2 separate regions of the Arachis hypogaea genome follow, and region 1 is linked to region 2. The links are chromatin contacts, called in public Hi-C maps. All regions are on one chromosome and are shown on one strand. The core of a region is the stretch at or near the end of the contact, and the rest is flanking DNA. Distances in the headings are between cores, read along the strand shown. Region 1 holds the start of LOC112707053. Region 2 has its middle 14 kb from the start of LOC112708397.

Evidence for each region. A called contact is a pair of places that touch in the nucleus more often than the background predicts.
Region 1: a Hi-C map of leaf shows a contact between it and region 2, with 1.8 times the contacts expected there. The contact joins the promoter of LOC112707053 here to the enhancer-like site in region 2. A contact is called at or near these places in 3 of 8 Hi-C or Micro-C datasets (leaf and an unstated tissue).

What each region holds. Positions count from the first base shown.
Region 1 is chr8:32,692,867-32,699,582 of arahy.Tifrunner.gnm2.J5K5, reverse strand. LOC112707053 reads right to left here and starts at 4,332. Exons shown (of 3, transcript XM_025758611.2): 1 at 4,005-4,332; 2 at 3,786-3,915; 3 at 1,528-2,328. The coding sequence starts at 4,137. The coding sequence ends at 1,638. It overlaps LOC140174709 (protein MAIN-LIKE 1-like), which reads left to right and starts at 6,614. Exons shown (of 3, transcript XM_072200210.1): 1 at 6,614-6,716. The coding sequence starts at 6,614.
Region 2 is chr8:32,639,007-32,646,710 of arahy.Tifrunner.gnm2.J5K5, reverse strand. No RefSeq gene overlaps it. Among protein-coding and RNA genes, the nearest start is that of LOC112708397, 14 kb to the right of the region's middle. Within about 2 kb of position 3,095, at least 2 of the 3 cell types and tissues checked have open chromatin away from gene starts, as enhancers often do.

The DNA.
Region 1 (6,716 bases), core at 3,083-5,582, 52 kb before region 2:
TAATAAGTGACAACATGATTATTGTGATAGGTAATTATTCATTGTATATTATTTTCAAAAAATTCTGTTGACTACTACAATTATAAAGTTTTGTTTTTTAATCTTTTAGCAAATACAAATATGACAAAATAATGAAACCTAGCTAGACTTGAACGAAGGCAAGTTGAAGGTCATAAAGGCAAAAAGCGGATTGGGGTTTTTCATTTTTCGTCATCAGTATTTTCTAATTCGACAGATTAAGAATTAATTCGACATAAATTTAAATTTTATTTAAAGATCTGTCATTGGTCAATAAACTATTATATGTATAAAGCGAGATTCGAGTCTCCAACGCTTATTTAAACTGACTAATAAGTTGACTACTCCACTATCTCAAATTAGTTAAAAGCAAATTGGTGTTAATGGTGGGTGGGGAACCCAAGCACGTGCATATGAGGCCCAACACTGTGTAATCTCAACATCATTTCTCTCATGAGGCCGGGCCCGGCCCATAAAACAAAATAACTTCGCTGCGTCTCATGCAACACTATACTCTCTCCTCTCTTCTATAACACTCATTTTCCTGTGATCTAAACACCAATCAAGCTAAGTTAGGGTAGTTAATCAAATCAATTTTGGCTAAACTAAACTATTGGGACGTACTTCTCTTTTTCCTCTCTCTCTCGTCAATTCCCCTTATTAGATCATTGATCTGGCTTTAGTTTAATCTAGTTTGTTTTATCCTTTTACGAAATTCGATTTTTCACCTTTCATAATCATAAATGCATGCTTTGGAATCAAACTGCAAGTCTGGAATCATCAGTAGTGGTTCGGATCCTGTTGTATGTTGTTGATTCTATCTCCATGGATTTCAAGCATTTTATTATGATCCACGTGTAAACTATTTAGAAGTTAGTTAGGTGTGATGATGTAAGCAGTTAGTTATTTTCAGTTTTCTGTTTCACTGTTCTTGCTTCCTTCCTACTCAAGGCAGCTGATATATATTTACCATTAGTGAGAGTGATCAATTAATGAAATTCACTCTCGCTTTCTCACATTTCTCTCTTTCACAATACATTTTAATAATATATGTGAAAATAATGGGACAATTTTTGGCTTCTAGATCATATGTATAAATAATTTATAGTCACTAAAAAATACTTTTTAAAATCATATAATTACTTAAGGTCAAGAATTCAAATGGTGAAAATAATCACTGATCACTTATATAACTATTATTATTATTAAGATGAGTTGCATATATTATATCACTTTAGTGTGATCATTTTTTAGATTCTGCATTAAAGTAGAATGTTTGTACATCGATATTCTTTATATAATTACTTAAAAATGTTACATGAATACTTAATAAACAGAAACTATGACATTGAATTTTAATTTTAATCATTTATATAAAATTTAACAATTAAGAAATGAAAAATATTCTTCTTATTTAGATACCTTATAACGTGGCTTAAAGTGATTCGTTTAACAAAAATCCATATATTTTTCATACCAAAATATCAAGGTCGCAGTCACAGATACAAGTTTTGATTCTTCGAATATGGGCCATTACTTTATTTACTTATCTTTCATTATAATTATTCATTCATTGAATAATAATTATTGTACAGAAGAAGTTAATAATAACAATCTCATCATGTAAAATTGCTTTGAGTCCACAGATCTAAATCATCATACACAGCCACAGGACAAACATACGGGTCCACAGAAGGCGTAAGTAGTTCATTTGGAACACAAGACAAATCTACAGCATAATGTTCTGTCCAAAACACTTCATCAAAAGCTTTCGCTGTTGTTTCTGCAAAGGTAAATAAGTTATCATTATTCTCTGCACTTGATAATGATGATGATTGCGGAGACAGCAATTCCGAAGAATCCGAGATCTGCGTAGTAGTAGCGTCCAATGAAACAAAACCACCGTTACAATTGTCTATTTGTTCAGCTAGAAATGTCTCTGACCACAGATTTTCAATTGCGTGCTGTGTATAATAATTCAAAAAATCGATGTCGTCAAAGTAGTCTGAATTATTTTCGTTATGATTATTAGTTGCGATTATTGTGGAGGATAATTGAGGGGACAAGGGGCCAGAGACAGTGTCAGAAGAGGTCTGAGGAGAATATTGAAGTGAAGCGTTATTGTTATTATTAGGGTTGGTGGTGGTGTTCACTGCGGCAATGGCAGCGGCAGGGGCGGTGGCAGCGGCGGTGGCCTTAACCTTTTGACGTGTGTTTCTCTGATGAGAGCGCCTCTTGAGGGAGGAGTGCCAATGATTCTTTATATCGTTATCTGTTCTTCCTGGTAGATTGGATGCAATCACAGACCACCTGTTGATAAGACACACAAACTTTCATCGGATTTTTTACACAAAAAGATATAACTATTAGAGATATAAATACAAGGAATGTAGGACAGTAATTTTTGTGCTTTGTAGCCATAAAGTTATTAATGATATTTTTAATGATGTGAAATTTTATTCAATGGTGTAGCATTACACATTTTTGTTTTGCTAGTTACATACTGGCTAGGATTTAATAAAATTGTTGGCTCCTAAACTTTTTCTATAAGTATTTGTGTTTTTACACAAAGAGACTTGCACCTGCAACCTCTTAGATGAGTATGAAGAGACTATGTCATTTGAGTTATAGTTTCTTAACAAAATTTAATATTTATTAAAATTTAAAAAAGTATAAAAAAAATATGTTAAAGATATAATTATTAAAAGGGTTAACTACCAAAAATGCCTCCAAATTATTCGAGCGCTGACAAAAATACACCACAATTTTACTATCGACAAAAATGCCTTCAAATAATTTAAAAACATAACAAGAATACCCAACAATAAATATATATTTTCAAAATATACCTTAGAGATTGAATTTTTATACAATTATTATCCTTAAAATTTGGTAATTTTTTGTTAAATATATATTTTTTTATAATTTTTTTTGTTAACAACTAATAAAACTTTAAAAAAAATCACAAAAAATATATACTTAGAAAAAAAATCACCAAATTTTAAGAGTAATAATATCTCATTTTTCGAATCATGCTTGCAAAAAATTGCATCAAAATTCAATCTCTAATATATATTTTTTGAGAAATGCATATTTAATGTTAGATTTTTTGCAAGATTATCTAACATTAAATATGTATTTCTCAAAAAATTTATTAGAAAATGAGTTTTGATGCGATATTTTGTAAGCATGATTAGAAAAATAAGATATTATTATTCTTAAAATTTGATGATTTTTTGTTAAGTATATATTTTTTGTGATTTTTTAAAAGTTTTATTGGTTGTTAACAAAAAAATTATAAAAAAATATATACTTACAAAAAACTACCAAATTTTAAGGATAATAATATTTCATTTTTATAATCATGTTTGAAAAGAATCATATCAAAATTCATTCTTTAAAGTATTTTTTGAAAATATATATTTACTTATGGGCATTCTTGTTGCGTTTTTAAATTATTTGAAGGCATTTTTGTTGATAATAAAATTTGGGTGTATTTTTGTCAGCATTTAAATAATTCGAGGACATGTTTATTGGTTAACCCTATTAAAAAAAAGTGATTTGATGATGATGGTAGAATGTAAAACTCTTGCTTCTTTAGTTAAAACAAAAAAAAAAACATTCTACTTTAAAATTTGGACCAGTATTTTTGGTAGAACATTCCTTAGCAAACTTCACTTAAAAACAAGGGTTAAAGTTTAAATCCAAGTGCGATACACTTGATGAGAAATGAAAAAGTAGTATAAGAGAGTGAGAGAGACATATACTTGTTTCCTATCTTCTTGTGCATTGTAACAATAATATCTTCTTCTTCTTGAGTGTAGTTCCCTCGTTTGATGTTGGGCCTCAGATAATTGAGCCATCTCAATCTGCAACTCTTTCCACATCTTGCCAGACCTAATCAATCAACAACGCACCAATTATATAACTAATTAATTAATTAATTGATTTCTGTAAAATCAAAGTTGAGTGTTTTACACTTTTACCTGCAAACCTAGGGAGTTGTCGCCAATTCCAGGAACCATACCTAGTAATATAAGCAATTAGCTTGCTATCTTCTTCGGGAGTCCAAGCACCTTTCTTCATTCCACTTTTGTCAACGCAACGGGTTCTCGCCATTTTTACATGTAAGAATAATAGAGTATTATTTGTCTTCTCTCGCCATAAGCCTACTCTTCACTTATTTATACACAGGACGCACACCACTAAAACGTGTTCCATGCACTTTAATTTTACGCAAAAAAAGTCACCCAAAAAAAAAATTTTACGCAAAAACAAACACTACTACTACTTCCTTCATTTCCTTGCATATCCGATAATAATACCTGTATCTTCGGTTATATAATTATTACACTTCTCGTTTTTTTTATAAATAAATAATTAATTATTTTATTTAAAAAAATATGTAATTTGTAACGTATTTACCTATTTATAACATATTGATTTATTTTGTTTACACTTTAAATGAGATATATAAAATTTTAAAAAATATACAAATTTTGTTTACAATTAAATTAATATTATTTTTTTTTAAAAATCAACTTATTTGAATTAGTACTCAAAGGAATATATAGAAAATAGGTTGATATTATTTTAATTATAATTTTTTTAATAATAATACATATATTTTGTTTTTATACTATAAATAAGATAAATCAATATAAGATAAATTAGTAGACATGCTATAACTTATATATTTCAGTAAATAAAATAATTAAATTATTTATTTATAAAAAAATCCTTACACTTCTAGCTAGATTTAATTTTAAATAATACAAAATTATTTTGCTCTTATCTTTTATTTAAATGTTTTATTTCTATTTTATTACTTATTTTTAAAATTTTAGTGAATATATATTATAATAATTTTAAAATATTTTAAATTTTTTAATGTGTTTAATATATTGATAATGTAAAAATTATCTTTTAATATGAAGTTTCTAATTCTATGATGTTTTACTTATTTGCAAAACTCATCACTTTTTAAAAATAAATATTTATTTTGAATCAAACTATATAGCTAGCTTTTTCCTTAAAATAGTCATTTATATAAATAAATTGTACTAATGGAAGGACCTACAAATTTAAGATTTTGCTCTGATCAGTTATGGAAATGAAAATCAGTCTCTCTCTTTAGCTGAAATAGTTATACAGGTACGGAAAAATTAATGGTAAGGACGTGTAAGGGCACAAATAAATAAATAATCAAAGGGAAGGGCTATATAACTTTAAGGGTAAAAAACCCAAATGAGTCAAGGGGAGCTCACTTTAACCCAAATCAACTAAATCAAATTTCGATACCTCAATCCACCAGAACTAATTTTTATATAATTCGAATCAATAGGATTCGAATCAAGTTTCCACGTAATTCGAATTGATTCAATACGAATTACTTTCAAGAACTATTCCAAGGTAATTCGAATCAATAAAAAACGAATTATGCATGCAAAATTCCTTAGTAATTCGAAACGACTAACTTCGAATTATAATAGGGTAGTTCGAATTATATCAATTCGAATTAGATGGAGAAGGGCACACGAGTGAGGTTCGAATCATATTGATTCGAAATAGGTGAAGTTGGTGACACTAAGTAATTCGAATCTACTTGATTCGAATTACAAGAGTTTTGGCTATATAAGGAGTTCGAACCAAGTTCATTCGAATCACTTTGTCATTCTCATACCCCACCAAATCCCAGAGAAAACGACCAACATTCGGGTCGAGTAAGACCAGAGCGGCATATTCAGGCGATGGGGGACGATCCGGGGAGGCTTTATCGTTTGGATGGAGTTGCTCATATCGCCGGGGTGATCAACGACGAGGTTAGTGGTTTATGATGTTGCGCTATTGATAGTGTTTTTTGTTAGTGGTTTATGGTAGTGGTTGATGAAAGCGGTTTATGATAGTGGTATTTGTTAATGGTTTTTGATAATGGTTTATGTTACTGTTAGTGGTTTAGGATAGTGGTTTAAGATAGTGGTTTATGATAGTGGTGTAGGCAAGTGGTTTTTGTTAATGATTTTTTATAGCAGTTTATGTTAGTGTTAGCGGTTTAAGCTAGTGGTTTGGGCCAGTGGTTTTTGTTAGTGGTTTTTGTTATTGTTTTTTGTTAGCGGTTTTTGTTAATGGTTTTGGATAGTGGTTTTAGTGACGGTTAGCGGTTTAGGGTAGTGGTTTATGATAGAGGTATATGCTAGCGGTTTTTGTTAACAGTTTTACTTGTTAGTGATTGTTGTATTTGTTAATGTTTTTGCACGTGGTTCATGTTAGCGGTTTGTGTATACAATGTTGGTCGCTTGTTTCATATATGTTGTGTCGCACGATTTCTTTTTTGGTTCTTTATGAAATAAATTGTATATGTTAGTGGTTTGTGCATCTGTTCTAATTATGCGGTTTATCTACTGGCCAGCCTCGTCGTTGCATATCCAGCGTTAGGCGGCAGCAGGGGATGCGTCTTCATGAGAGGTACGTTCCGTACTTGCAGATGGCCGGATTGTACCATCTTGCGAGACTGAACGACAGATGGTTCCGACTAGACGATCCCCTAGTCAGCGCATTCGTCGAGAGGTGGCGGCCTGAGACGCACACCTTCCACATGCCGTTCGGAGAGTGCACCATCACGCTTCAGGACGTCGCATATCATCTGGGGTTGCCAGTGGACGGACCTTACGTCAGTGGTTGCCTGACAGACTTCCACC
Region 2 (7,704 bases), core at 1,846-4,345:
AGTAAAAATTATATAAAATAATTATTTATACCATTTGATGTTTATAACTTTATATAGATTCAATTTAACAAATTCGTTATTTAATAATTCGTTAAAAAACTTCAGATTATTTCATTCACTACAACCTAATTATTCGTTCATATGCAATATTTATATGGCTATAAATTTGATGTTATAATATTAATTTTAAAATTTTTTATTAAATGAAATAATTTCACAATTTAAATTATATTATGATTTTATATTTTTTGTAAAGTATTTTACTATCTTAATTGCAATTCAACTTCCTAAAGTGAACTTGTGGGGTTTTTTATTTATATAAATATATGAAAATATATTTGATCCGTCACCTTATAATTCGGTCTTTATTGTGCATTATAAGTTATAACTCGACCTTAATTATCATTCATTCTGTAACCGACACTTTCATTACCGACTTAATGACCATTATTCTGACTTAATGATCAACGGTCATACCATAAATTCTATTCATCAACTTTATGCCTATAAAAGACACAAATTTTCATATACACAATACATTCTAGAGACATTTTAGATATATTCTATATACATTCTATATTCATAGAATTATTATAATATACAACACATAATGACTTCTATTTCATGTCTTACGTTCTATATTCATAGAATTATTCTTATATCTTTTAAACACTTACTGACTTGAATGTTGGAGTGTCTTTTGTAGGTACCCATCTCCTTGTTCTCTCCTTGCCAACGTATAACTCATTGCAACAAGAAGGGTTATACACCGGCCAAACTCAGCAAGAACAATATTAATTCCCAAAATATGTATCTAGTGAAAATTTTTTAAGAATGTATTTTTGTCATTTCATATGGAAAACCTAGAAATTGAAATTCTGATTTATTTCAAATATCTATGAAAATGAGAGAATTCATGACTGATGCATGGGAAATGATCCAAAATTCTATTTGGTAGGTCGTTCCCATATAAAAGAGTATCATATGTAGAAACGTATTTTTAAAAGACTTTCATGAGATATGATTAATATTATATATATTTTTTGGTAAAATATATTTTATATATTTTTTGAAATTTAAAAAAAAAAACCCCGAACTTGTGGAGTTGTGTAATAGTGGGTCGAACCTTGTTTTTCCGGGGTTTGTTTAATTGAATAACGTTGAGTGGTTAGGGCTGAAAAAATATCTGGCTGGAAAAAAGCTGGTTATTTGGACGGGAGAACTGCTTTGAGCCACTAGATTTTGATAATGAGAACCACCGAATACAGCTTTTCTTCCAACCAAAAGCTTTCAATGATAAGATCTTCAAATGATTCCATATTTCTTGAAGAAAAATGGTATATATATTATTACCTTTTTTATATTAGGTTTGGAAACGAAATTTTATCACTTGGAGCCTTGGAGGGTTATTCAATGAGAAAAAATTTTGGACACAAACTATAAAAAAATGCTTGAGAGTCAATATAATTTATTATTTATTACTAACAGTTAATTATTAATGTTTAAAAAATTTAGTTAAAAATATATTGTTAAATTATTAAACTAAAAAATTAAATTAATAATTATAAATAATTTAGAGGAGTGTTAAAAGTCAGTAAATTTTATGATTTGTAGTCATCAATTAATCATCAATATTGTTTTTAGAAAAAGTATATGGAACCAACTCCTAATCAGCTAAGAATAGAACAACTTAATTAATTATAATTATATTAATAATTAATTTTTAAATTTTTAAATTTAAAATTTAAAAAATTTAAAATTGATAAATAAACCTAATTAAAACCTAAAAAAATCTTTTTCTTCTCTCTCACATTAACCTACCCACCTCCAACAACCATATAGACAGACCTCTCTCTCTCACCGCAGAAACCAAACCGAAATGGATCATTCTCTTCATTGAAGAAAGAATAGGTTCAAATTTTTATGATGACAGAATCTACTTCTCAAAAATCAAATGCAAGAACACTTTCAATTGTTTTCCCTGCAACTAAAATGAAAGGTGAATTGGGATTAATTGTTTATCTTCTTTTTTTCCTTTAGGTATTCGATTAATAGTTAATCTGACATAATATTGACCATGCTATCTGATTTTGGTCTTTTTCTACAAAATACACATACAGCAGAAATTTTGAATTTCCCGTTAAACTAAAACAGGGTTCAGAGCAGGCATTTAAATGGGCTGGTAGCCTCCAAATACCCACACAAGTACACAAGTTTCAGAGTCCAAACTCCGTGTTTTACAAAATATTACTTCAGCAGTTCCCTCTTAGTGTATCACAATCGCCAGCTGCAATGATGCCTGGTAGTTACACAGAAACAAAAAATGTTGCTTGCGAAAAAATTACATAAATATAAAAAAATATTTATTTAATAAAAAAAAATCCAAATACTTAACAAAAGAAATATTTAGGTATATTTTGGCAAAAAAAATTAGATATCTATAAAATTTAAAAAAAAATATGAAATTCTTAAAGAAATAGAGACATTCATACTTGCAATACAAAAAAATTCAAAAAAGATATAAAATAACATCTATTTGATATGAAAAAGAAACATTCCGATACTTAAAAGAAGAAACATGCATGTATATTAACTTATTTTTATTAAGATGAGTTTCGAGGTCCAACCCATTAAAAAATTGGCAGGAGTTAGCTGAATCCCCTCTTGATTTTCTAATAAAATTATTGTTTTTTAATAATATAAAATTTTATTCAATAATATAAAATTACTCATTTTTCTTTTTTTAATTAAATATTGACTAAATTTTAATAAAAATACTACTCCTAGACTTTCTCAATAATAAATTCTGCTTTGAGCATTTCTCAATTCATATAATGATTTTGACCTAACATAATCTATCTTGAGCCTCCATTTTATTGGTCGTCTATTTTGAGAGCCTCGAATAATTAAATTAACTTTAGGTGGAGACGGTAGACGGTAGACGTGGAGTGATTTGGCTAAAAAAAAAACAGTAATCTGGAAATTTCTCAGTTTTGATCAAAATTAGAGTGACAATTTTCATTCTCTAGCAATGATTCTTGAAGTTCTTTTTGGTTTTCCGGCAGAGATTGTTGAAATGTTTACAGGCCGAGGTCTGCAATGCATTCATCATGCTAATAGTGACTCCAATCATAGGCCCAAACCATTAACTTTCTTTCGTACATGGGCCTAAACCCTTAACTCATATTTTCAATTATATTCCCAACAACTTTACCTGTCCAAAAACTAATTTTTCGCTGAATGTCACCTCTAGAAACCCTGAATCCCATCTTGACTAATAGTCCATCTGTCATAAAAAACAATTCCACGTTAGTTTTTACATCATAAACAGAAAATAGAAATTCAAAACATATATCTATTCTTTATTAGAAGAAATTAACTTTAGTTTCTATCGTAATCCCACTTAATTAATTAATTAAAATACTTAAAATTAATATAATTAATTTTTTAATAATATTATTTAAATTTATAAATTTAAAAATAATTCACTATTAAAAAATATTAATATTAAATAAATTCATATATAACAATAATACACAATATATAATTCAGAATTACACTAATTTAAAAAATTCTTTAATATAAAAAACATAATTAAATTTTATAAGCATCGTAAAATTACCATATGTATTTAATTAAACTTTAATTAATTATTAAAATTATTAATAAATTAATTATGATTTAATTATTTAAATAATTAATATAAATTATGAATTAAATAAAAATATAATTATTTATTATAATTATTATTAATTTAATTATTATTTAATTATTTAATATAATTATTTAATTATTTTAAATTTTATATAATTATTTATTTTTATAATAATTTGTCAAATAACAAATTATTATTGGTTAATTTGAGTTCTTGCTTAGAGGGACTCCCTCACTTTGAGATCCGTACAGGAACTCGCTTCTTCTTCTCTATAACGCTCCCATCCTTCTTTTGTTAGAAACACGGCCTCACCATCAGTCCATTGGAGTTGGTCTTACACTACAAATTACAAGAAAAGGTTTATAAAATAGAAAGGCTACCAAGACCTTATTAAAAGAACTGCACATCCTATTATGTGTTTAATTTTTTTAGTTTAAAACATAGTTGATTAATTAAGGATAAAATTAATATTTAAATTGATTTTAAAAATATATTTGTACTTTAATTTGATACTTAAAATTTTAATTTACTTAATTTGATCCCTCAATTTGACATTCATAATTCAAATTAATCTCTAATTCTATCTTTTTGTAACATTGTTAATAATATGCTAAGATAAATTGATAGCTGTCAAATTTGAATAAAGTACTGTTTTGGTCTTCAATATTTGAGGTGAATTTTATTTTGATTCCAAAATGTTTAAAATAATATCAATGTTATCTCATGGTTACATCCCTCACTAACACTTAATAAAATTGATGTACTATTAATAATATTTTTGTTAAAACTATGTTTACTCAACTCACCTTTACCTTTTCAACAAATCTAAACTTCATTCTCCTACTCTCTTTTTTCTCTTTTTTAAATTTGTCTTAGAGAATTAATAGTGTAAAAAAAAATATAAGAATGGAATTTGGACTTGTTGAGAGGATAAAGTGGAAAAAGGAGGTTGAACAAATATAACTTTAACAAAAATATTACTAATAGTATATCAGTTTTATTAAGTGTTAGTAAAAAAATTGACAATAAAATACCATTAATATCATTTTAAATGTTTTGAGATAAGAATAGGAGGATTAAAACATTAAATACTAAAATATGATTAATTCTAAACTAAAACAATATTTTACCTTAAATATTTCATAAGAAGTAACTTGAGATTAAAAAAAAAGTTTCAACTATTACTTTAAATAGCTGTCAAGAATTTAGTAAAATAGCTATTAATTCATCTCAATAAATTATTAATTATTTTGTGACAAAAATAATATAAAAAATAATATAAATTACAAATGCTAAATTAAAGAATTAAATTAAGTAAATCAAAATTTTAAAGATCAGATTAAATACGCAAGTATAATTTCAAAGAGTAACTTGAGTATTAAGTCAAGGATATGAACTTGTGAAATCATGTGAGTTGAGAAAATTTAAATCATATAAAAACCAGAAAATGATTATTGTCTTTTTCTAATTGATAATACTATTCTTCTATTGTATGCATTTTTTATAATTATCCTAAACTCCTACGAGTTCTTCCTATCAATCTGGCATAATAATAAAACAATAACGACGAAGGGTAATTTAAAAAATGTATATATGAAAAGAGAATAAAATTATTAAATTTAAAAATAATAACATAATTTCTCAAAAACTTTAGTTGTTTGAGATTGATCATCTGGACAAAATGAAAATCAATATTTAATAAAAATTATTAATATTTAAAATGATCTTTAAAATTTGATTTCTAACTCAATTTAATCTTTTAATTTTTAATTAATTTATATTGTACTCTAAAATTTTAAGACATGATTCAAGTTAATTCTTACATTTATTTTTATTATTGGAACATAACATGACATGATTAAACGACATTATTTTATGTTATTTTATTATTTGAGTCAAAATCACGTTATTTTACTCCTTTTTTTTTCTTTTTTTCTTCCTCCTCCTCAATATTTAAATTTCTCACCATTTTATTGTCATCACTCTTAATTATATCTTTTTAATTCTACTGTTCTCTTTATCACCACCACCACTATTCTCTTCTTTTTCACTTTTTTAGTATATTGTTTAGAGTACCATTTTAGCAAAAATAAAAAAAAAATTCTTAAATATTTCATTTTTCATTTTCCATTTCATAAAAAATTTAGGTAATAGTGTATGAAGGTGGAGGTGCGATTATTATGGTGGAAAAAAACTATACATTGAAGATGAAGGTTTTCTTGACAGGGTTTAGTTGTTATTTATTTATTGGTCCATGCTTAAATGATGTAACTTATTTGGTTATGTGAATTTAGATGAGAAAAATGATTTCAATATATACATTCACTCAGATTTAATAATGACAAAATAGGGTTAATTATTATTAAAGCTAAATTTAAATGACATGGTGAGATGAAGGTAGGGGGAGAAGAGGGGGAATGTGGTGGTGGTGATAATAGTGAAGGTAGTAAAATTGGAAAAGTATGATTGAGAATGATAGTAATAGAGTAGTGGGAGGTTAAGACACTGAGGGAAAGAAAGAAAAAAAAGGAGATGAATAAAATGATGTTGTTTAGACGTAAATAATAAAATAATATTGTTTAATCATGTCATTTTTTTAATAACAAAAATAGATAGAAAAATCAATTTGAGTTAGGCTTTAAAATTTTCAAATATAATTAAAATTAATTAAAAATTAAAGAACTAAATTAAATTGAAATTAAATTTTAGAGACCATCTTAAATATTAAGACCTCAAATAATGTGTTTTGAAATAGTGTTAAGCATGCATTTGAAACCATATAATGACCTACAAATACAAAAAATGTATTCAAAGGAAAGTCAAAGACTCGAAGAATAAACACGAAGATAACATTCTTAAATATTCTAAGAAATAATAAAAAGAAGAGCGTTCCCCAAAGCTCAGTTGAATAGCTTAAGATATACCTGATTAGGATAATGAATTAAAAAAGGTTCATGAGTATAGAGGGAAACGAATGAGAGTGAGTTCGTGTTTTCATCGCCTAAGACTAGAACAGGATCGTAAAATTCAGACATGAAAATTAAACACTTGCAAGTAATGGTAATAACAAGGGAACAAAATTTAGCATCTTCTCTCGACAGTGCTGGTTATTAATAGAGGTAATGGCCAAAATAATTTCTGAAATTTTTAATGCGCTTTAGTTATGTTCTTAATTTTTTAAAATGATTAAATAAATTTTTTAAATTACAAAATATAAATCTCTGTTCATATTTTTATTAACTAATATTAGTAATATGTTGATGTAGACTGTTAGTTATCATATTAACTGTATGATATAGATTATGAGGTAAATACTATAATAATATATTTAAAATGGTATTTTAAATTATTTGTTTGTACTCAATTTAAACCATTCATTAATTTTAAAATCTTAAAGCCCCAAATTTAAGAATCATCACAGGAACAGCTCCTCTTCTCTTTGGTTCAAGAGAAATCAATATATGCAATAGAAGTTATCCAACCAAAAAAATTAAATTTTCTAAAAGCAAAATGCAATCAATGTCAAACATTAAAAATTCTAATTTCTTTGGTTCACCACCAACATCCAAAGAATTCGCAGCATAAACTAAGTCAAACACATTGTGATAGAACGAAAATCTATGATCTAAACTCAAATAAAGAAGTTATAATGACTTTTAAACTGCCAAAAAAAAAAAAGAAAAATATACGTTAAATCCATATTTAGTAAAATATGAAATAGGATAAATTAAGAATATTATTAATTTATTGGCTTTTAAATATTCTGACAAGAATTTTTTAATTAGAATAAATTCAGAATATTACTCAAATCACAAATAATATTTTTTTATTAAATTTATATTGATTGGTTAGCATTTTTTTTAACATATTTAAAAATTTCCAAGTAATTGCAGATTTGTAAAAAATTCTCCATTAATAATCGGTTAATAATTATTATATGCAACAGAGAAAATAAAATATATATATATTTTCGAGAAGGAAGCTTTTTGTATGGAAAAAGTATATTATAGTTTTTGATAGTCCAAGATTCTTTATGAATCATGACCATT